Linked DNA regions of Sus scrofa: region 2 is linked to region 1. The links are chromatin contacts, called in public Hi-C maps. All regions are on one chromosome and are shown on one strand. The core of a region is the stretch at or near the end of the contact, and the rest is flanking DNA. Distances in the headings are between cores, read along the strand shown. Region 1 overlaps SYNJ2 (synaptojanin-2). Region 2 holds the start of SYNJ2 (synaptojanin-2).

The links. Hi-C and Micro-C count contacts between places; a contact is called where the count stands out from the background.
Region 2: a contact with region 1 is called in a Hi-C map of skeletal muscle, with 5 times the contacts expected there. The contact joins the promoter of SYNJ2 here to the enhancer-like site in region 1. A contact is called at or near these places in 8 of 47 Hi-C or Micro-C datasets (blood, embryonic fibroblasts, liver and 3 more) and 1 of 2 datasets of contacts at active chromatin or transcription factors (skeletal muscle).

The regions. Positions count from the first base shown.
Region 1 is chr1:9,058,557-9,064,097 of Sscrofa11.1, forward strand. It overlaps SYNJ2 (synaptojanin-2), which reads right to left. Exons shown (of 28, transcript XM_021086423.1): 5 at 1,954-2,037. Among named protein-coding and RNA genes, the nearest start is that of SYNJ2, 48 kb to the right of the region's middle. Within about 2 kb of position 1,340, at least 5 of the 83 cell types and tissues checked have an H3K27ac peak or open chromatin away from gene starts, as enhancers often do. A contact at or near this core is called in skeletal muscle, where this site is marked.
Region 2 is chr1:9,104,952-9,111,103 of Sscrofa11.1, forward strand. It overlaps SYNJ2 (synaptojanin-2), which reads right to left and starts at 4,099. Exons shown (of 28, transcript XM_021086423.1): 1 at 3,849-4,099. The coding sequence starts at 3,975. It overlaps LOC110259909 (a long non-coding RNA gene), which reads left to right and starts at 4,485. Exons shown (of 2, transcript XR_002342370.1): 1 at 4,485-4,909; 2 at 5,021-5,550.

The DNA of each region.
Region 1 (5,541 bases), core at 90-2,589:
TCACCCAAGGTCCACGGATGCGGGACAGTGGGTCAGACCAGGGACAGCTCTTCCAGGGCATGGTCAGGCTGCGTCTAGAGCACTGGGGGGTCGAGCTGGAGACCAAAACTAGAGGGGAACGATAGGTTTCGTTCTGACTTTAGAAGAGGGAGAACAAAGCAAGGGGAGTCCTGGAAATCTGACGGAGATGGCCCAAGGGCTGGAAGACGACGAAAGGGAGAAAGGGGGAGCCATGCAGGTACGTGAAGGCCTGAGAACTCAGGCTCTGGCGTGTGCCCGGCACACTCTGTAGAGACTCGCAAGGCAAGGAGAAACTAGCTGACAACAACAGCAGCAGCAGCAAGAATAAGGGCGCCATCGCAATCATGGCCTCGAACCTGGAAGCAAGACCCCCAACTGGGTGAGCGGGTGAAACAGATGAATTTCAAAGCCCCCCCAGCCCAAATTCTAAGACTCGATCATGACCATCCCCCAGTTCAGGGTTTTTTGGGGGGTTTTACAAATTGAAGGAAAACTCCAAATCTAAAGAAAATCAAGGTTTAAAACCCCTTTTAGCATGTCCAGGATAGGCAAATTATAGAGACAGAAAGTAGACAAACAGTTGCCCAGGCCCCAGGGAGAGTGACCACTGATGGGCACAGGGTTTTCTTGGTGGTGCTGAAAGTGCTCTAAAGTTAGACTACGGTGGTGGGTACACAATTCCGTAAACCCACTAAACGTGAACCGCGCACTTTCAGTGGGGTGAGGCTTGTGTAGGTAAATGACACCTCATGCACTGTTTGAAGACCACGCTCTCTGCGGATGCACTGCGGAGGAATTCTGCGTCCTCAGCTGCCCTTCTCTGTGCTGCCCCTTAACGCCTCCAGCTGCCTCATGCGTCTCAGGGGTTCCTTTCTCTTGGAAAGCTGAGTGTTAGTAACGCTTTTGTCCACAGAACTCAGGGCCCCAGTGAGACACTCCTCCATTGGCCTCACCCAAGGGTGGACACGGTTCCTTTCCACGGCTGCCAGCTGCAGCACGATGCCAGCCATAAGGACAAAGTGCCCACGGCTGAGGCTGGGTCAAGTCAAGGGCGGGTGAGACCCAGAGTGTCACAGTCCCGAGACGCTGGCAGGCGTCCCTGAGCTTCCTCGGCCCCTGGCTGAAGACCCAGCCGCCGCCACACACAGCCCTCGGGAAGAAGAGCCCAAGTGACAGGGGCCCGGGCACAGGGGTCTTCTGAGCGCACCAATGTTCCCTCGGGCCAGGGAGGAAGACCCGGGTCCCAGGTCCACTCGGCCATGAAGCTCCCGGGTAGGAACCCACTGAATGGGGCGGCTGTTCCATTGCCGACAAATGTGTTCTTGGACCCACACCCTGAGCTCTTCCTGGGACACAGATGCCAAATACCTCTGGCACCACTCAGAGCTCTGTTTCGGATGGCAAGGGGTATTTTTAGAAATCACAGGAAAGCTCTGTGCAATTCTCACGTGGGCCCCGCAACAGGCACCTCTAAATGCCAGCCCTGCTGCATGGTCCCCAGGGCCCCCTGAACCTTGCAGAGCTTGCCAGGGGCGGGTGGGCACAACTCTCAAAAGATATCTTTGGTCACATTCTCAATACACGAACGTGGGTCTAACGGAAGGTAACCGCACCCAATCACACGCTATGATCCATTTACCCGCAGAGACAAAGCCCTTCCCACTCCGCCCGCGTCAACAGTGAGCTCGCGATCAGAAAATCACACACAATGTATATGTGTCTGTGCACAACACTACACACATACACACGTGTGTGCGCGCGCACACACACACTGTGATAGTTCAGCTCAATCCACACACACTGGGATAGTTCAGGGAAAAAAGACCAGCAACTGTGCCATGAAAGAAGCATGGTTAAAAGACAGGACCCAGAGCCGTCTGGAAGAGAAAAGCAGGGGAAGCAGAATACACATGGACGTGTTTCATTACCTACCTGAAGCCCTGGCTGCTCCCAAAACAGCGGGACGGAGCCTCTGATCTGGACAAAAGATGACACTCCATCATCCATGTAAATCGTCTGCACCACAAGGAGACAGAGGAGAAAGGCTTCTTCAATGAAACTGAATGTGCTGGAGCCGGGTAACAGGATCCGGCTGCCTGAGACCGACACCAGCCACAGCCAAGGACGGCAGCGGCCCGGAGCACCGCGGCCCCGCTCCCGGCCTGGGCAAGCTGCCCCCCGACCCACAAGCCGGCCCAGCGCTCACAGGCTTGCTGGCTGCCCACCAGCCTCCGAGGATCGGCCGCAGCCAGCCAGGCATTCCCACGACCCCACTGACCTCCCGGCAAAGCCCAGCGGTGCCCTGACCCACTTTCGGGAATAGAAGCAAACAGGCTCTGGGATTTGACTGAGACCTTCCTGAGAGCCCAGCTTTCACCCTGTACCTGGCAAAGTATCAGAGAGGGACTGGAAACGGACCGAATGAAATGGAAGAAACTGGCTGCAGCCTGAGGCCGCGGTTGACTGTACTAGTTGGTCCTGCACTTGACAGTGCAAGTCAAGACTCGACCTGACCTTGGAGTTTGTCCTGGCCCGACACCACCGTGTTCTTAAACGTGCCACGGAGTCCACACACACACACACACACACACACACACACACACACACACACACACACAGCTTCCACGAGCTTCCAGTGTGACTGCACCTGCACAGACACAGACGAGGCTTCAACTAAAGAATGCGTCTCCTCCCCGCCCCACGCTCAGCTCTTCAGGGCGGACCAGCTCCTCACCTGCCTGCAGGCCCCCACGGATGCTGCAGCACCAGAGAATTCTAAAAGGACAAAAAGTACCATGCTGAGCATCACGAGGGGAGGCTGTGGCAGTTATCAGATGCTGCCCTTTATCTGAGTAACTCTACCCTGGCCTGGCAGGGCCGGCCAGGCCGATGCTGCCGGCCCTTTCCATCTCGTACTGGCCTGCTCCCTTACAGGGTAGCTTTCCATGCGGCTCATCACCCTCAGATCACACATGCATTAGTAATTCCGCAGTGGGAACCTGAACGTTAGACCCGAAGCTTCCCTGGACGGCAGGAATTACACGAGCCTGGTAGTTACGTTGGGCTGACCCGCTAGCCTTCAGCCTCAAAGGAAAAACACACCAGGGTTAAGAATTCTTCTATTTCTAGGTATTGACTATAAGCCAATTTGTTACCCTCTATGATTCTATTGACAAAAGAGAAAGACAGTAGCAGGTTGTTTGTTGGCAACAACGAGATTATATGCATAAACCTAGCTGCCGGTGTGACATACACACATCCAGATGGTTGAGAGATAACCAGTTCAGCCAGTATCTTTATGGAGTTCCCACTGTGTCTCAGTGGGTTAAGGACATGACATTGTCTCTGTGGGGATGAATCTAGATCGAACCTCTAGCCTCACTCAGTGGGTTAAGGATCTGGCATTACTGCGAAGTGTTGTAAAAGTCATGGATGTAGCTCGGATCCCAAGATGCCATGGCTGTGGCGTAGGCTGCAGCTGCAGCTCTGATTTGACCCCTGGTCCCAGGAACTTCCATGTGCTGCAGGTGCAGCTGCAAACGAGGAAAAAAAAAAAAAGACGCCTCTTAACAGCGCCCAGGAGCTGATTTAAGCTCAAGCAGTACTAGCCTTTACTGTAACATGTGCTGAAAGTACTACTTCCAGCATTAGACCGTGTCCTTCTTGAGCTGGAAATTGCACTGAACCAGCTTCAGAAAATACTGATGGGCAGTCCAGGCGCTCCAGACCCTACCCCTAGGGCAGGGAGAAAAGATGTTGCCCAGTTTCTCCACTCTTCCTACCCCAGTTCTATCCGCCGTCCTATCATTAGGAACCTCCTTGTTCCTAAGGCATCACACAGCGCTTTCCCTACTGGGCCAAAGAACTCAGCTTTGTTCATTTTTTTAGGGCTGAACCTGCAGCATATTGAGGTTGCCAAGCTAGGGGTCCAATTGGAGCTACAGCTGCCAGCCTACACCGGAGCTACAGCTGCCAGCCTACACCACAGCCACAGCCACAGCCAGATCCAAGCTTGCGTCTGCGACCTACACCAAAGATCATGGCGACGCCAGATCCTCAACCCACTGAGTGAGGCCAGGGATTGAACCCGCAACCTCGTGGATACTAGTTGGGTTCTTAACTCCCTGAGCCACGACGGGAACTTCAGAACTCAGGTTTTGACACTAGTGGGAGAGTCAAAGCCTCACTCTCAGAGGTAATTTTAGCAGAGGGTCTCTGGGGCCCCTGGGGTCGGGGGGCAGGATGGGGAGTGGATGCAGGGCAGTGCGTGGGGCACCACCAACCTCCACTCTGCCCAAACCCATCTGCTCAACGACGACCCTGGTTCCTCGACCACCTCCAGCCTCAGTTTCCCTCTTTCAACGGAGTTAGTGTCACCCGGTCACAGGGGGCAAGTGCCAAGGGCAGCACAGGAGGGAGCATGACCGAAGTCCACGGCAGTCACCCCCTCCCCTTCAGTCCAGGAGCATGCCGTCCCGTGAGAGTGGACAGGGCCCCCCAGGGGACAGAGAGGGGTGGGCAGGGCTCAGGACACGGGACCAGGGACCAGGCACCAGGGAAGGAGAGGGGGTCAGACAGAGATGGAGGGCAGAGCAGGAGGGGCTGCAGGAAGGGGGAGCCACCTTGGGGTATGGCTGGAGGCTGGGCCTGGGACTCCTGCCCTTGCACCCAAGTGCCCCCTCCCACACAGGGTTGGGAGCAGCAGCAACCCAACAACTTGAGAGGGGAAGGAAGAAGCAGGAAGACAATGGCTGGGTACAGACACTACTTCTCTCTAAACGGCTTTTTACGGAAGGTCTGTCCCCGATGAGGTGTTGGCAAAGCAATTCCCCCAAGTCTGCATCCCTGGAAGGGCTCTCGGGGTCGTCCCGGCCTCCCTGGATTAATCACTGGCCTTATCTTCAGTAGCCAGTATTTATCTATCCTCCTTTGTTTTCTTTGGGCGGGCGATGGGGGGTGGAGTGGGGGGGACAGTGGGACTGTCTGTGCCGTGAGTCACAGCCGCAGAGCGAGCCACCCAGGACGGGCTCCCAGCAGAGCTGAAGACTCGACGTCCCCCCAGGGAGACCGAGAGGCCATCTGCACCTGCGCACACACATACACACAAGTGCACACACAACACATCTGTCTGTGCAATCACATACACCACACACCCATGCCTGCATTCACACACACACAGAACACTCCTATGCGTGCGCACACACACACAGAAGCACACACAGCCTGCGTGGGAAGAGCTAGACTGTTCTACCTGCTTAGGGAAAACCTAAAAGCAAGGCAGTGTGTATCATTGCTAAAAAAAAAAAAGAAAAAAGAAAAGAAAAGAAAAGTGAAGCAGGAGGGGGTGGTTTGAAAGCAACTTCCTTTTCTGGTTCCCGGAGAATGTGGCTCGGGAGAAGCCCAGGTGCCTACTGAAAGTCCCCAGATCAGGGGTCCAGCCTGCTCCATCTCGTCCCATCTTGTCTCAGTGATGGAGGCACAGTAGTCCGTCGGCCACCTTCAAGCATCTGCTACAGGACG
Region 2 (6,152 bases), core at 2,849-5,348, 49 kb after region 1:
TCTCAAATCACAATCCTCCTGGTGAGTTACAGAAACGTCAGGCAGAAGCACCCACTAACCCAGTTTGCAATTTTGTCAATATCATGATAAGCTAACCTGCCACTGGGAAAGGCCTGTTCGAGCCATGGATGCAACAGGCTGCCGTGACCCCAGATCATTGCCCAGGTTCCCCAAGTCTGGAGCCCCGAGCCCCCACCAGGCCCTGTGCTTCTGTTTTTACCCAGGAGGATGTTTGACTCTCAGCTGCCCCAGGCAGGTCAAACTTCAAGTCACCAAACAAATAAATCTGGACCACCAAGTCTGACAAAGTGGCCTAGGTTGCAGTTCCGACAGAGCCTTGCCGGGCTCTGTGGCCACATTTCCAAGTCAAACAAAACGTGACACTGTAGCTTCTGTACAAACACAGCAGCTGGGAGAACCCGGGCCTGTGTTTACACAGGCCCTTTTCCTCCAGAAGCCCCAAGTAACGTAGGGACGCTCCCTGACAACTTGCCCGCAAACTTCCTTTCCACCCTGTTCCCGGCTGCTGACTCCACAGAGAGCGTGGCTGGGGGAGGGTGGGGCAGGTTGCACACACGTGCAAACACAGGAACATTCGCAGGCCGCCCTGCTTGGGAGTCTGTTTGGAGAAAACTGAACTTTGGAGTGTTGGTGCCGGCTCTGAAAGGGGTGAAATCCATGAATAATAGGCACAGTTGCCTTTATCTGGTCCACAGGGAGTCTAAAAGCGACAAAGAGAGAGACAATGGCAGGTCCTGTTTGTCCCAGAATGCAAATGAGAGAACATCTGTATGCTAATTGTGGGTTTTGGACACAGGGGAATTGTCACAGGCTCTGGCTTTTTTATCTTCACTTGAGAAGCCTCCTATTGTTGAATCAGGGCATCAAGAAGACTTGATTTAAAAAACTTTGAAATTGGTGCCAATACAGTTGGCTTTTCTGCCTCTGGAATTCCTGCTGCCACTGATCCACGTTAGAGTCTCACCCTAATTCATTTGGAAGCTGGAAGTAGGAAGTATTCCTCCAGCAACCCTCCTGCAGGCAGGCGAGGAGGCCACGTAGGTCAAGTCAGAAGAGAAGGGCTAGGAGTTCCGGTTGTGGCGCAGTGGAAACAAATCCAATCCCACTAGGATCCATGAGGATGTGGGTTCGATATCTGGCCTCGCTCGGTGGGTCAGGGATCCAGCATTGCTGGGAGCTGTGGTGTATGAGGACAGCTATAGCTCCGATTCCACGCCCTAGCCTGGGAACATCCATATGCCACAGGTGCAGCCCTGAAAAGCAAAAATAAATACATAAATAAAAATAAAAGCTATTTGCACTGTGTCTTAAAAAAAAAAGAGAAGGGCTAACCTAGCAATCGACCAAGCAAGGAGCAAGAGTTTCTCCTTAAACTCACAACCCCATTCAAGCCTGTCTCAGCTCTGCCTGAAATCACAGAACAACGATGAACCCCTTTCAGTGTGAAGCCTTTTCAAGGTATGATCCTTACGAGTTCAAATGTGCCTTGGAGAGCTGTGCTAATGCTTGTCGGGCCCACCGAGCTCCCCTGCAGGGCCCCATGAAAGCAGTAGCACGCATCCGCCACAGAGCTGCACAGAATCTTAGGACCACTCGGCGGCCAGGGAAAAACCACGACCCTCGTAGGAATAAACCCTTGACCTAAGTCTGTTTGGCCTCTCATCCCTCACCTGGGAGACCTATCACAGGAAACCACAGCTGACGTGGAAAGGAAGCTGCACCCAACCTAGAACCTCATGGAATGGGCAGAATTCCACTACCAGCTCTGCCAGCTGCCCCAGGTGTCCTGTCCTACACAACAGCAGAGACTGCGACCTTCTGGGAAAAAAAAGAAAAGAAAAGAAAAATGAAAGCACTCTTAACCTTACCCAGGAAAGGAAAGCAAAGAGCCAGACCTTTGGAACACAGATGGGAATTTCAAGTTCAGAGCCAGTCTGTCCAATTACGACATGTTCAGGAAACTCGAAAAGTCTGAGACAACAACCTTCCAGTAACAGAAGGCTCTTCCAATCCTTCTCGGGACCAGCACCAGCACCTCGTCCTTCCACAGCTGCCTTCTAAAGCATCTCGGTACCTTGTACTCACCAACACACTATATACATGACTTCAACCCAAACCTAATTTCCAAACGGAAAATAAGCACTTTATTACATTTGTTAATCACTGAAAGATCTTCACTTTTGAGGAAGATAAACTTTTTTATCCCAACGGCTTCAAAGGCACTCTTAAATATATATGAACCTTACGTAAGGTTGCTGTAATTCAACCAAAGGATATTTTAACCCCTTTGATGAAGCAGTAGTTTTGTACCATGCAATTAATCTCTCAGCTCTGATAAACGTGGTATGAAGGAGACATCTCAAACGGAATGGAAATTTCTGTGATTTTCTTTGGAGACCTTAGCACATAACCAAACTTGGGCTTTTCGGGAGAGAGCACAAATTGGAATAATCTGATAATAATTTCAACCATGATTTGTTGTACATTTATGGTGTGACAAGATTGGTGAAGCTGTTTTAGTAACCAACTGACTGCAAATGAGCCAGATAACTATATGCTCATGAAATGATTAGCGAAGCTGAAATAGAAGAGGAAAGAGAAGGACGTCTCGGTCCTTCCAAGATGTGTACTGAAGAATCTAATTGAAGAATTGATGTGCACAGGGTGAAAGGAAAAAAAAAAAAAAAAAGGACTAGATTCAGTTATAAAGCATTGTGGGGCTGAGGGCACTGGTCAAACACCCAGACCCTCCTCTGTGCTTTGTTCAGCTGCGAACCAGGGAAGATGGTACAGCTGGACACCAGCTGTGAGCCGACTCCCTGGCGTTCAGTTTGAAGTTCTAACAACCCCACTTGGTTTTGCTCACTTTGGTATCACCAGCCCTTCCTCGTGAATGTTAGCCAGTAAACAAGGGACCCAGCAGTGGTGATTCCAGGAAGTCAAGCACTGCAGGGACAATACAGAAATTGCCACATGGAACTCTGGTGGAGCTGTGTCACCTGGGGCAAGCAAGTTTCTTAGCTTCTTCGGACCTGTTTCCTCCTCTGTAATATGCAGATATAACAGCCCTTGTGGAGAACTGTGAAAATTAAATGAGATAGTCTCTAAAGCCCTTGACACAATATCAGTGTCAAGACTCGCTGGAGCACAGAGATGAAGTATACTGGCTGGACACCTGCTTAACGTCAAATATCCACAGCACAGGATCACCACGTAGTATATTTGCCTCCAAGTTCTATACTTTGCGGTAATGACGCTACTCAGCCAAGTATTCATATGAAACAAAGATGCCGTGTCCCGGGGCTTTCCTCCCCATCCCCTCCGGGGAGTGAAGCCGACCTTCACAAAGCAACAGGCACTCACTGGTTTCATCAACAAGTGCAAAAGAAAAACAGCGCCAGGCGCTTGGTCGGGCCAGCGCCCCAGTCGCCCCCTCGGATGGAGCGCGGGGCCCAAGAGGCCGGAGGCGGCTCTCCGGGAACAGACCCTCCGCCAGGCAGGCGCGCAGCGGGCAGACCCGAGGAGGGGCCGCGGGCCGCCTGCGCGCCCGGCCGCAGCCAGACGCGCTCTCTGGCGTCCCCGGCGTCACTTCATTCAAACAGGCCACCCGCCGCCCCGCGCGTGCGACCCGACGCCTCGGCCGCCTTCGCGCCGCCCGGGACTGGTCACCTCGGGGAAGGGAGGTGCCCGTCTACGTCTGGGCAAAGGCAGGCGCCCTCGCCTCCGGGCATCCTCCCGGGGCAGGGGACCCGGGCGCGGCCCCGGGCCCGGCCCCGCCGCGGCGGCCCCGGCCGCGAACCCCGGGCGGCGCCGCCTGTCGCACTCACCGAGCGTGGCCACCGTGCCGGCCTCGAAGAGCAGGCAGTCCCCGCGGCCGCGCGCCTCCAGCAGGACGCTGCTCTCCCCCGAGGCCTCCAGCCGCCCGAGCAGCCGCAGCCCTTTGCTCAGAGCCATGGGCGCGGGCTCGCCGCGCTCCCGCCACTTCCACGAGGCTCCCTGGGCGGCCGCGCCGCGGGCCGGGCGCAGGCTCCTCCCGGCCTCCTTCCTCCGCGGCCTCGGCCGGGCCGCCTCCTCTGCGGCCGCGCGCGCCGCCCCGGGCAGGTGAGGGCGCGCGGCCGCCTCCCCGCCTCCCGCGGCTCCGCCGAGGCGCCGCGCTCCCCCCAGCGGCCAGGCGGCGGGCGGCCCCCGGGCTGGCTCCGGGGCTGATCGCGGCCCCGGCGGAGGGGAGGTCCTCCCGGCGGAGGGCGGCAGCCGGGGAGGAAGATTCCACACATTCCTCGGCGCGGAGGAGGCTGCAGGCCGCGGGGCGCCCTAGTGCGCCTGAAACGTTCCTGGACGCCCGCGGCCTTATATGGGCAGCCCGGGCCTGCCCGGCGCTTCGGGGCTGGAAGCCGCAGGGCCCGGCCCTCCGCAGGCCCCCCCAATCCCCCCAGTCCCCCCCAGTCCCTCCCAGGGCGCTGCGCCTCCCCCTCTCGTCCCCGCCCGCGACCCTGGGCGAGTCACGTCTGTGCCTCGGTTGCCCTACGGGTAAAGCGGGATTAGTAAGCGTACCTACTTCATCTGCCCTCGTGAGGTTGCGGCGAGGATGGAGTTAACTTGCCTAAAGGGCTTGATGAATCCTGGCGAGTGGGCCGTGTTCGCTAAAGGTTGCCTTTTCCTAGCTTGTGGTACCGAGGGTACAGCGGTCCGCTGTCCGCCCCGGGTAGAGTGTGGGGGGGGGATCAAAGGACCCAGACCATGGTCTCTAGACCTGCCGCCTACCATGTGGTCTTGACTTCGCTGAGGCAGCTTTCCTCACCTGCTCCACACGCTTGCAGGAGGGGCGCGGAGCCAGAGGCGCTGAACGCTCTAGAAGGAACAGGCAGGGGCACCGGTGAGATGCTGGCAGGTGCGAGTGTGGGAGTGAGGGGGGCTCTTCTTCTCCTGCCTGTGCCCTTTCCCTCCAGTTTGCAGTCTCTCCCACTCTGGCGAGTACGCACACTCCTCGACTTCCCGGCAGGTGCTGCAAGAAGCCAGTGTGTTTTCACGGCGGACGGACACCAGCACACATCCACGCCTCCTGCACCGCACTGTGTGGCCCATCCCCGATGATGGCCCAGCTCAGTAACAGAAAGCAGGGCCCCTCTGGGCACTGGGCTCTAAGGAGATGTCAGAACTGGTCTGGAGGGGAGAGAGGGGAGGGGAGAAGGTCTCCCTGGAACCGCCCTTTGGGGGGGTTGGGGGTTCATTTCCTTCTCCTGTAATGGCTGTGCATGGATAGCCCCAGGCACCTCCATCAGGGTGTTCCCATCTGGTCCCAAACCCAGCTGGCTCCTCTCGCACCCCATTCTGCTCACACAGAGACTATGGCTCAAGCCATTTGTCCGGGGCGTGTTCCAGAAGGAGCAGAGCCCCCGATGTCAAGCAGGACAGTGGAGCGCTTGCAGACATTCAGGAAAGACCAGGAACAACCAGGAATGACCAGACCTTCCATCCTCTGTGGACACCCTCCCAGGTGGTGATTCAGGAATAAAGGAACTGCAAACAGTGGTAGAGATTCGAATCATTCCTGAGCCTTCTGCCCCCTTCTCACAAACTCAGTTACGTGGCAAACATCCCAGGTATGATGCTCATCCAGCAACCCAGACGGTTTCTGTCTCTGTAGAAGGGAGACGTTATTTTCTCCTGAGAACAATGTGCGCATTAAATGAGGCACAGTAGCCTTTGGCCACTTTTCCTTTCCTTTTAAACTGGAAGCTCACTTTGTCCAGGAAGCCTTCCTGGAATGCTGAGGTTCCGGACGACAGTGTTTTGTCCCCCCAGGTTCACAGATGGCCACTTCTGCTCACACCTGCCCATGTGTTGCTTGGGACATGCTTTTATACTTCTTTTCTCTTAGCCCTGTGTTACCCGTCAGGTAGGATGATTTTATGGAAGAGACCAAGTCTTGTAGAATTTTCTCTCTCTTCCTCTTTCTTGCCTTCCCTGACACCACATAATTTACAGCTCTGCACAGTGGCATGCTGAACATTTTTTAGAAATTTTCCTACAGGAGTTCCCATGTAGGTCAGCTGGTTAAGAACCCAACTAGTATCCATGGAGATGAGGGTTTGATCCCTGGGTCAAAGGATCCGGTGGGTCAAAGGATCCGG